Linked DNA regions of Sus scrofa: all the other regions are linked to region 3. The links are chromatin contacts, called in public Hi-C and targeted proximity ligation maps. All regions are on one chromosome and are shown on one strand. The core of a region is the stretch at or near the end of the contact, and the rest is flanking DNA. Distances in the headings are between cores, read along the strand shown. Region 1 overlaps RBKS (ribokinase). Region 2 holds the start of BABAM2 (BRCA1-A complex subunit BRE). Region 3 has its middle 44 kb from the start of PLB1. Region 4 has its middle 29 kb from the start of MRPL33.

Region 1 (2,700 bases), core at 107-2,606, 620 kb after region 3:
TCCAGTAGTTGAATTTTAATCAATATGCTGAAAATGGAAAGACCAGAGTCATCCTGCAATACCACTTACAATCCTTTGGGGCAGGGAGACGCTGCCTTGAACATCTATTGTCCCACTTACTTTGATTTTGCATTTGACCCCCCCCCATTGATCCCTCTCTGTTCTTATCCATCTAAATGAAAGAAGGCTTTATCCCCATAAACCTCCTTCCAGATGGAAATGCATAATTCAAGAGAAATACTGATGTCAAAGACGAGAAGGCACACCAATTTGTGTCAGCAGTTGGTGTAAATTAAAGAGGAGTACAAGGAGAGTTTAATGTAATGTAGAATTGAAAATAAAATTAGAACCAATATTTAAGCCAGCCTCTACCTCTTTTTTTCCCCTACCGTGACATGAAGGATTGACTCCCCGCTTCAGTACCTAATGTGGTTCAGTTTTCTTTCCTGCTAGAATGTTTTTCCCCCATAAGATATTGCATGTTTATCTTTGGCATTCAAAATGAGCTCTTTGCATTTCTGCCATTCCAATCTCAACGGAAGAGTCAGGGTGGCAAGAGGCAAAGTTTTCCCCTCATCTTCCACAACCATCGGGTTTGCAGCATAGAAAGGACTCTGCGCTACCAGCCTGTTGAGTTGCGGCTGCCGCAAACAGCGATTAATTCTTGATATTGATTCTCTCTAATGTGGGTGTCATTTCCATGGTTTCTTTGGTTTTTCTGAAGCTGGAAAATAAAAGGTTGATAAGGAACGTCTCAGGCATGTAGGACTGTGTGAGGTTTTCCTAAACGCTTAAGAGAAGAATTCTTTAGCACGCATCCAGAGAGGTTAGTCCGGTCAAAATGCCATTACTCAGCAGCTTTCTGGCGCTCTGCGTTCAGACTTCCCTCAGAGCCGGTATTGTTCTTTACGGTTGCGCATTGTTTTTGGCCACTGGTGGAATGCCCTAGCTTGATTCCCCCACCTTAATCACTAGACGTGGATTTAAATGATTCACTCTTTCCAGAAATAAATTCCTTGGGATAGTCATTCTCAGGGTGTGGTCCTCGGAACCCACTAGAAACAGGAACCCACTAGAAACACGCACCGTGGGCCCGCCCCAGATTTCCTGGATCAGAACCTTTGGGGTCGGGGCCCAGAATCTGCATTTTCACAAGCCCTCCAGGCAATTCTGACGCACACTCTAGGTTGAGACTGACTTAGAAGATGACATATTGCCTCCGTTGAGGATATTCAAAGATGTGCTGCCGGGTTTTAAAGAACGACTTTCTTTTTGAGCCAAGTCGGTGTTCACGTGTGGCCTCCCTCCAGGGGGCTGCTGTCACAGAGACTGGCCTTCCACTGAGACAGCCCAGTACTGCCACCTAGCCAGCTGACCCTGAGCAAGTTCTCATACTCGCTTTCTCATCTGGAAAATGAAAGACCCGCTCTGCTTACCACACAAAACTGGAAGGAGATTCAAAGTGAATCACGTCTACAAATATGCTCTATAAACCAGAAAGTCCTATGAAAAGTGAAAGTGGTGTCATGCAGGCAGGATGCTGGTAGTCTGAGCTTTATGTCGGGGCCAAGAACTTAGGAAAGGCCTGGATTTATCATTCCCTTGGCCAGATCCACCTTATTGTCTATATAATGACTGATTCATCACCTTGGTGAATGTATCTAAAATCCTGCCATTCTGTTGCTGTGGCTGTGCTGCAGGCCAGCAGCTGTAGCTCCGATTAGACCCCTAGCCTGGGAACTTCCATATGCTGCAGGTGCAGCCCTAAAAAGCAAAAAAAAAAAAAAAAAAAAGAAAGAAAGAAAAGAAATGTATAAACATAAATATTTTAAAAAATGAAATAAAATCCTGCCATTTCAGCCCACCCATGTATTTGGTGTTCAGAAGACCACTGCCTGACTAGTGACCACTAGAGACTTGAAAAATAGATTCATTTTCAGACATGTTCTCTTCAATGGAAAGCTGAGTGATGGTCACAAAGGATGGACCGTGGGTGTGGGCACTACACTCTCATGCCCAGAACTTGTCTCACGCTGGCAGTGAAAGGGTCTGCACCTCCTCACTTCAGCCTTGTGCCAGGGAGTCATGACCTCAGGAAGGAAGCGAAGTGTCCATTGCCGCATAACTAGTCATTGCAGAGAGGACCAAAAAGAAAATCCCTCGAGCAAATCCGATCGATGGAAACCAAGATTTTAAAACAGACCAGTCAGTGTGTCTGTGCGTGAGAAGAATGTGGTTGGACTTTTCCCTTGGAGGTTAGGGTTAGCCTTTATAAACAACTTTGCCATAGGAATTCTTAAACACCAAGCTGCCGGTGCATGTATAATTTAACTTTAAAACTTTACAGACTGTTGAGGGAACATATCTGGGCAGGAAGGAAGCTAAATCTGTTGCCTTGGTGCTTATTGGGAATGCAGTGTTAGTACCACAGAACGGTTCCCACTGGGCCGACATCAACGTCACTTCTCACACAAAACGGCAGCTAAAACCCAGAGATTCGATATGAATCTCATGGGTAAATTGTGACTAAATTATTGGTTAATTATGGGAAAATAAGCTGTTGGTTAATTATGAAATTAGAATAGAAGGAGTTCCTGTCGTGGCTCAGCGGAAATGAATCTGACTGGCATCCATGAGGTCACAGGTTCAAACCCTGGCCTCGCTCAGTGGGTTAAGGATCCAGCCTTGCCATGAGCTGTG
Region 2 (2,700 bases), core at 9-2,508, 540 kb after region 3:
AGACTACTGTTGGTCTACTGCTGAAGCCTAGTGATTCACCAGGCAAACACTAAAGGGAACAAACCTGCTCCAGAAACCAAACTATACTTAAGGTGACAACATCCCATTCAATTCAGCAACTGGCATGACCTTAGAATGACACCTGAAGGAATGAATTTGTCTTTGTTTCCAGCACAGCCAGAACACTATCTTTTGACAGTGCAAGATTTCATGCAGCATTAAAATGTTTCAGCAGGAGCTGTTGTGACTTCTCTAAGGAAAAAAAAAAAAAAAAACCACTGATTCCAAAATCACAGGTCACCAAACAGCCAAAAAAGATGGTTCTTTGGCGCAATCCTTTTGAGTAAGGGACACGGATGGGGGTTCAACCCCCAGTAGTAACTTTACACATCGAAGCACAATAAGAGATCCTAGATAGGCAAAAATTTACGGTGGTCAGCCTCCCCTGAATGCTAATTGTGCAATTTCTATTTCCTGATTTTGACGTATTACAGAAGGAAAATGCAGAAATACAATTTTTATAGGGATCTGCTGCCTCAAAATAGGGTCACATGAGGTCCTCTGATGGGCAGCCTGGGGAATACAAAGACGTCTGAAGCATCGTCAGTTTCTTGCAATTAAGATGGGATGACAAACACGGAAACATGTGCCCAGCTTACGTCATGGAACGGAAAGGGGTGGCGTCCTGCTGCGTCACGTCGACGTCACGCAGCGCACGAGGGAAGTTACACGGGGGAAGCAATTTCTCCAAGGGGCAATGTTCAAGAAAAACAAGTCGACTCGAACCCAAAGAATGACATCCCGCTCCAAAGGGGGACATCTAAAAGGGACCAGAGGCTCTTCCTTCTCCCAAATTGTACGATCCCCTCATCAGGCGGGAAGGAGGAAGGAGCTGAGCTTAATCAGGGACCAGGGGCGGGCTAGGCATGGAAAGAGCAGCCTCTGGCCTTGGGGGCTCGTTCTCTAGGGAGCCAGCATGATGGGAATGAACAGGGCATCTTTGGAACAGGGGCCTTCTCTATAGAAAGAGGAGGCGAGCCCTGGGCATATTTAAACCACTGTCCTTAGCACCACCTGTGCGACTCGGGATCCAACCTCCCCGCACCAGCCCCAGTCCAGGTACCTGGAGCTTAGTCCGATCGGTAACCGGCGACTACGTGGGGTACAGGTTACCCGAGCGCGCCCCCGACCGACGCACCAACCTGCGCGCGCACCGCGGGCCGGATGCGTGCGCGCCCCCCGGACGTCCCGCCCCGCCCCCTCTGCGGCCCAGGAGCCGGGCGGCGTGCGCGTCCCCGGCCGCGCCAGGCCAGGCGCTCGGAGAGGCGTCCCCGCAGTGCCTGAAAGTTCCTGCCTCGGCGCCTGCCTCGTGCGCGGCAAGCAGCACGGAGTCTGGACCGATCAGGAGGGCTCTGTAGCGGGAAGCTGTGCAGGGAGACAATTCCTGGAAGAACTGGGGGCAGTTGGTGGGCGGGGTTATTTCGGGCATTCAGGTGGGCGACCCGCACGGACGTCCTGCAAGGCCCGCGTCGTTAGGGAGCGTAGGAGTGGCGTCCCTGGTTACCGGGTCGGGCAAAGGTTAAAGGGCAGCCTCCTGGTTGGAGAGCGCCGACGTAGAGCAATGGCCGCGTCTGGGGAACCCGGGAGGCAGTGGCAGGAGCAGGTGGCGGCGGCAGTGGTGGTGGTGGGCTCCTGCATGACCGACCTGGTCAGGTTAGTCTGGGGCCAGTTTGCAGAAGCCGCTGCTCGCGGGAGGGACGGACCGTGTTCTCTCTTCTTACTGCCTTGGCACTGGGGCCTTGGGCATGGAGCCTGTTGGCTTTTGGTGTGAACTACAGGTTTCCCCAGGCCGCCCTGTGCCTCGATGGGAAGAGGCAGGTTTTGAGTCTGTGAAGGTAACTGTCAGATGAGGAAACAAAGGCCAGAGCGTAGTAAAAGCTCTCGTGTAACTAGAAGCGCCTCCAAAGACCTGTTCCTGTTTTCCGGACCAGGCTGTTGAACCTCTCCCCGGGCTAGCCAGTGACTTTAACCAAGTTATTTTACCTTCCAGAAGGTGCCCCCACCTCACTGGGCTGTTATGAAAGTGAAATGAACTAAAGTGTTTTGAGCCATAACACCATCCAGGTTGGGTATTATTCGTGGAACGTGTATAAAATGAGTGGAGCAGAGGTCAACAGGCCGTTCACTCTATTGATCGTTAGCATTCTTGCATTTCATATTTTCCGTTTATTTTTCAGTATTAGAGTAACTGTAGGTTACTTATGGCAAACCAAGTGTGAATCAAAATAAAAACCCATAAATACAATATCTATAATAGTAAAAAACAAAATCGGAGTTCTCTTGTGGTGTAGCGGGTTAAGGATCCAGCGTTGTCACTGCAGAGGCTTGGCCACTGCTGTGGCTCGCATTGGATCCCTGGCCCTGGCATGGACCAAAAAAAAAAAAAAAAAGGGATGAAATAAAATATGCTAGAAGGAAATCGGAAAATCGTTGAGCTAGGTCAGTGACATTGGATCTTTCCAATTTATTTTTTAATGAAAATGGCTTTTTTGATTGTAAAAGTAATATTTATTTATTGCGCTCTCTCCCTCTCTCATCTATATCCCAAGGAAATCCTATGATTCATGTTGCTTCACTTTAATTTTTTGCTGAGTGCCTTTTCAGATATAACGCTATTTTTCTTACAAAAAATGAAAAGTG
Region 3 (2,700 bases), core at 9-2,508:
CCAATGGGCCTTCCACTGGGTTTATTCCTGAGGGTAAGACGCAGTCACTGTGCTGGGTCAGGGGTCACAGATGCCAGCCTTCTTACATCAGCCCACTTCAGGGAGCCCCAGGGAGTCAGCAGTTATCACACCTCCCTGAGGCCTGGCCCCCAGAAACCAGAAACCACAAGGCAGTGATGAGGAAATGCAGGGGGAGGGGGTGGAGGCAGGGACAGGTGGCGGCCCACACACTTGCCTGTGTTAGTCACTGAAGGGGCCCAGCAGAGCAGAGGTCATCTCGAAAGCTGGTGCCAGGGGTGGCAAGAAAGGCCCACGGGCAAAACCAGCCAGAAGAGGCGCTCTGTCAAAACACACTTCTCTCTCTTTTTCTTCTTATGGCCCCACCTGCAGCATATGGACATGCCCAGGCTAGAGGTCAAATGGGAGCTACAGCAGCCGGCCTACACCACAGCCGAGGCAACGCCAGATCCGAGCCCCATCTCAACCTAGGCCGCAGCTGACGGCCCCACCAGATCCTTAACCCACTGAGCGAGGCCAGGGATCCAACCCACATCCTCACAAACACTACGCCGGGTCCTTAACCCACTGAGCCACAACATGAAATCCCTTCTCTTGCTGGAGGGGTGGTTTTCTTTTCGAGATGCCACAGCAAGACCCCAAATGCAGGAGGATGTCTTGATTCATCACGGGCCGATGTTTCGTTTTGCTCCATCAGCGCCACGCCCCGTTCCCCTACCGTGCGCCAAGCTCCAGAACCAGCGTCCTCCTCCTGCTTCACAAGGAGCTTTGGCTGCAGCTTCCCTGCCGCCCAGCTGGTCGCCCAGCTGGAACTCTGCCCGAGCCGGCCCAGACCAGGAGTACCACGACCAAGTGTGGCTCAGAGTCGTTTATCCATCACGCGTTCCTTGAGCACCTACTCTCGCGGCCCTCGTGCTGATGGGGTTCTTACTTCCTTCATGGGTTGCCTCCCGGAGATGGTTCTGGAGGCTTCATCAGATGGTTGAGGGCTACGTCTGACCTGAGTGGGGTGCTCAGATGTCCCGACTTGCCTGGAACAGTCCCATTTTATGTCTATTTTCCCAGCCTCATAATCAGCAGAACCCCCTCTTACTATCAGACTCGTCCTGGTTTGGAAGATATTTGTTAGGTTGGGGCATTGCCCACCGGGAGCGGCTCAGGGGAGCTCTGTGTGATGTGCCCTTAACCCCAGAGGAGGAGGGGCAGCTGGGCCGTGAGAGGTAGACGCTAGAGGGCGCCAGTTAGCCGTAATTGGCCCGGCCAAGTCTCCACGTTGGCGCTGGACTGGCAGCCAGGGGCAAGGCCTGTCCTAGGAGAGAGGCAGGCAGCGGCCGGCAGGGGGAGCTCGCCCAGCAGAGCCCAAGTGATCCTTTTCGGGGGGGCCCCCCTTCTCTCGCTCCCCCAGGCACTCAGAAGAGTGATGGAGCAGTGCCTGGGAGGGAAGAGGGGTCCTGGCACTGCCCCCCGCCTCCTCTGTTTCAGCCTGGCCAGGCCCCTCCCAGCCTCTGTCCCTGGCTCTTGGGTGTGGCATGGTCTTGGAGACAGACCTCTAGGCCTGCTCTCTTGAGGGCCTGGCGCTGGGCCTCAGATGGCCGTTCTGGAAAAAATGGCCAGGCCAGGCAGGCATCAGGGAAACTCCACAGCCCTCCAGGGGTGAGGATGGGAGTGGGAAAAGACCAGAGGCAGGAGGTAGAAAGAGCCCATTTTTCCTCCTTGACCTAGACTTCAGGCACAACACAGGGTCCTGGCATGCTCTCCTGTGAAGAGCCCACTGCTCACTGCCCTGCCCTGGCCACTGCCCTGTCCCCCCCCACAACTGGACACAGGACTGGCCTCCAGGCAGGCAAGCTCCCTGTTCCCATTCTGTTCCCCAGCCCCTAGCCCCCTCTCCAGCTGATGAACTTGGGGACGCCAAGCAGGAGAGAGCAGGCGGCCCAAAAGCAGCGTTGGGGACTATTAAAACCACATGCTTTGGTGGCCAACAGACTTGTGCCTGGGTTGCAGCTCTGCACTTGGTGGCTGTGTGACATTGGGCGCGTTATTTAACTGCCCTAAGCCTCAGCTGACTCACCTGCAAAAGGTAATAAAAGAGTATCTATTTCGCAAGGGTGATGTAAGGATTAAATGCAGTAAGAACACAGAGTGCCTCGCTCAGTGTCTGACACCCGCCCCCCGCCCCCCGCCGCCGGGGGGCGGGGGCAGCAGCAACAGCAAGGCCCTTCAGCCCCAGCCCAGCTTTTCTCTCTGCAGCGGGAATCCTCGTCTGAAGGAGAGGAACAAAGATGGATTGCAGGAGTTCCCGTCGTGGTGCAGCAGAGACGGATCCAACTAGGAACCATGAGGTTGCGTGTTCAATCCCTGGCCTTGCTCAGCAGGTTAAGGATCCGGCGTTGCTGTGAGCTGTGGTGTAGGCCGGCAGCTACAGCTCCAATTCGACCCCTAGCCTGGGAACCTCCATATGCCGCAGGTGCAGCCCTAAAAAGCCAAAAAGAAAAAAGACAAAAAAAAAAAAAAGATGGATTGGAAAAGGCTTTATGGGACACATAGTAACTGCAGGTGAATTTTCTATTTGACAGTGATTTCAGTGGCTGTAGGAAGCGGTGGCTGCCTCAGTGCCTACAGCCTCCACCTTTTGAGGAATCACTTCTTCATTTGTTCATTCATTCATTAGTCCCAGATGAC
Region 4 (2,700 bases), core at 179-2,678, 680 kb after region 3:
CGTGTCTTTGACCTACACCACAGCTCACAGCAACACTGTATCCTTAACCCACTGAGCAAGGCCAGGGATCGAACTCGCAACCTCATGGTTCCTAGTTGGATTTGTTAACCACTGCAGCACGACGGGAAATCCTAAGAGAACATTTTTAATGTTAGCAATAGTTATGAAAAGGAAACTACGTGAAAAAAAAAAAAAAACTGTGGCAACTGTTAACTGCAACCTGAGCCACAGCTGTAACCAGAATCACAGCAATGACAAAGCCCGATGTTTACCCTGCTAAGCCATGAGGGAACTCACAGATTATATCACCTTTATGTTACTGGGATAAAAAGAAGCCAAAGATGGGAGTTCTCTGATGGCCTAGCGGGTTGAGGCTCCTGAGTTCTCACCAGTATGGCTCTGGTTGCTGCTGTGTGCTATAGGTTCAATCCCTGGCCCAGAAACTTCCACATATTGCCTGTGTGGCAAAAAAGGAACACACACACACAAAACAAAAAAAAAGAGAGAGAGAGAGAACCTGAAATAAAATGTTGCAACTCTCATTTAAAAAAAAAAAGGAAGGCCAAAGATTGTCAAGAAACAGGTCAGAGGAGTTCCCATTGTGGCTCAGTGGGTTAAGAACCAACGAGTATCCATGAGGATGCAGGTTTGATCCCTGGCCTTGTTCAGTGGGTTAAAGATCCTGAATTGTTGTGGCTGTGGTATAGGCCGGCAGCTGCAGCTCCGATTTGACCTCTAGCCTGGAAACTTCCATATGCCGTGGGTGCGCCCCCAGGAAGAAAAAAAGAAAAAAGAAACAGGGCAGAATCAGGAGGCAAACTCCCTATTCTGGTCTCTTAGCCAGGGTTCTGGTCCCAAGGCCTCACGGACCATAGTGAACCATCTAAAACGAGCAAAGCTGATTATGTCCCTCACATGTGAAAAACAGATGATCTTTGGGAGTTTTATAAGCAAAACAGCGCAAACGGGAGCTTCTTGGAATTCGGCATCTAGGAGTATCCGTGGGCTATGTGGCCAAAAGCATGTAGGATGGCGGGAAGTGTGTCCCTGACACCAGCCCTTCCCTCCTGGGCGTCTTCCCCCCAAATCCACATTCGTATGTGCTCAGGTGACCCTGGAAAGGTGTCTGGGTGCCCCACTCCTCTCCACTGTGCTCTGTGGAGTGAAAGCCAGCTTTCTGGAGCAGAAAGCTCCATCCAGGGAATGGGGGGAGGGTATAGGGGGGAGGGGACAGTTTAGAAGGGCAGGGGGATAACAGATGAGGCTAAATTAATTTTGGAAACCATTAAATCTTTGAAAAGAGAGCGTGTTTTCAGCAGGGACAGTGAATCACTGTGATTTGCAGAAACAGGCACAAAGCAATTAGCCATCTGGATACTGTGGCTTCCAGCCCCCCAGCGGAAACTTCAAGTGAGCGGAAGGCTGGTCATTATTCAGCCCAGGCCCAGCTCTCCAGACCCCACAGAGAAGTCCGTGCCTCTAGCCGGCTGGGAGCCCAGAGACCTCGGACAAAGGGCAACTTGGCAAAAGTCACAGAAAAATGGGCAGGAAATGCAACGCCAGCCACAGAGAGCCAGCACTACTTCCTCCTTCCTGTGAGCGTCCCCCCAAATCCATCATGACTGAGGGAGCAGTTCATTCGCTCGTTAAGCATTCGCTAATCACCTACTACCTCCCAGGCTTTTTGCTGGTACATCCATTACGTCATTGAATCCTCATTTAATCCCCATGACATGCAAATGAGGAGAGCCACCTGGGGCACACTTTTGAGGGGCCCCATCACAGGGTATTCTATGCGACTAGCACGCCCTGGAGTCCTAAAGCAGAGTAGCCTTGCTGCGAGAGAGTATCACCACCTTTCAAAAAATTAAAGGTATTGAAACTAACCCCCCCCAGTTCACCCATCCTAAAAAAAAAAAAAAAAATGAGTTATCTTTTGCAGTCAATGAGGAAAGAAAAACCAAAAAAGAAGCCATGCACTTGCTCAGGGTAAGTGGCAGGATTGAGAAGGAATGGAACTTGGAATTCTGTGCCCTTTCCTAGAAGATCCGTATATGCCACTCGCTCCTCTATCTGCCTCATAAAGTTGTGAGAACCAAATAATACACAATGATAACATGGATGTGAAAGAGTTTATAAACTGTAGAGTGCTATACACAGCTGAGCTGTTTTTATAAAGAAAACCCTTACCCTGCTCCCGCCAATGCCCTGTAGCCCTTTGGCGCTACTCCTCCATTCATTCCTAGAAACTGCCAGGAGACAGGGGACAAGCCCTTCCGGGAAAAGGGGCAGCAAGGCTCTCCAGGAGGAGAAAGGACAACCGACCTGAAAGCGTGCTTTGCTCGAGGAAGCCTGACTGGTCTGGACTAGGCTGTGATTTGCAGACTGGGACAGTTCTGGCCCTGCTGCACCATCCGTTTGCACCACGAGTAGCCGAAAGACCAAAAGGAGCAAGATGCTGCCAGAGGGAGCCCACTTCCCATAAAGGGAGAGAGGTCCGGAAGGGTGCCCGGGTCCTCCTCTGGCCCGCCTGAGTCGCTGTGGGCTCACTGACCGTCATTCCCCTCTCCATGCGTGGGTGAACAGGGAATCTCTCCAGAGCCTCAGCTGAGAGCTGGTGAGCTCAGCTCAGGATGCTGCTGAAGCCTGGGAGGCCCCTGACCTGGGTGGCCAGAATGTTGTCATCTGCTGTCTGCATCT

What was found. Hi-C and Micro-C count contacts between places; a contact is called where the count stands out from the background.
Region 1: a Hi-C map of embryonic fibroblasts shows a contact between it and region 3, with 2.4 times the contacts expected there. A contact is called at or near these places in 6 of 47 Hi-C or Micro-C datasets (embryonic fibroblasts, fibroblasts, heart right ventricle and 2 more) and 2 of 2 datasets of targeted methods (alveolar macrophages and skeletal muscle).
Region 2: a targeted proximity ligation map of alveolar macrophages shows a contact between it and region 3. A contact is called at or near these places in 3 of 5 promoter capture datasets (fetal skeletal muscle and liver), 5 of 47 Hi-C or Micro-C datasets (embryonic fibroblasts, heart right ventricle, liver and 2 more) and 2 of 2 datasets of targeted methods (alveolar macrophages and skeletal muscle).
Region 4: a contact with region 3 is called in a targeted proximity ligation map of alveolar macrophages. A contact is called at or near these places in 1 of 5 promoter capture datasets (liver), 1 of 47 Hi-C or Micro-C datasets (embryonic fibroblasts) and 2 of 2 datasets of targeted methods (alveolar macrophages and skeletal muscle).

The regions. Positions count from the first base shown.
Region 1 is chr3:111,403,300-111,405,999 of Sscrofa11.1, forward strand. The region is part of intron 7 of RBKS (ribokinase); the gene reads left to right. Among named protein-coding and RNA genes, the nearest start is that of TRNAE-UUC, 9.4 kb to the right of the region's middle.
Region 2 is chr3:111,327,156-111,329,855 of Sscrofa11.1, forward strand. It overlaps BABAM2 (BRCA1-A complex subunit BRE), which reads right to left and starts at 1,259. Exons shown (of 12, transcript XM_021088348.1): 1 at 1,124-1,259. RBKS (ribokinase) reads left to right here and starts at 1,621. Exons shown (of 8, transcript NM_001315776.1): 1 at 1,621-1,713. The coding sequence starts at 1,622.
Region 3 is chr3:110,783,768-110,786,467 of Sscrofa11.1, forward strand. No RefSeq gene overlaps it. Among named protein-coding and RNA genes, the nearest start is that of PLB1, 44 kb to the left of the region's middle.
Region 4 is chr3:111,466,638-111,469,337 of Sscrofa11.1, forward strand. No RefSeq gene overlaps it. Among named protein-coding and RNA genes, the nearest start is that of MRPL33, 29 kb to the left of the region's middle.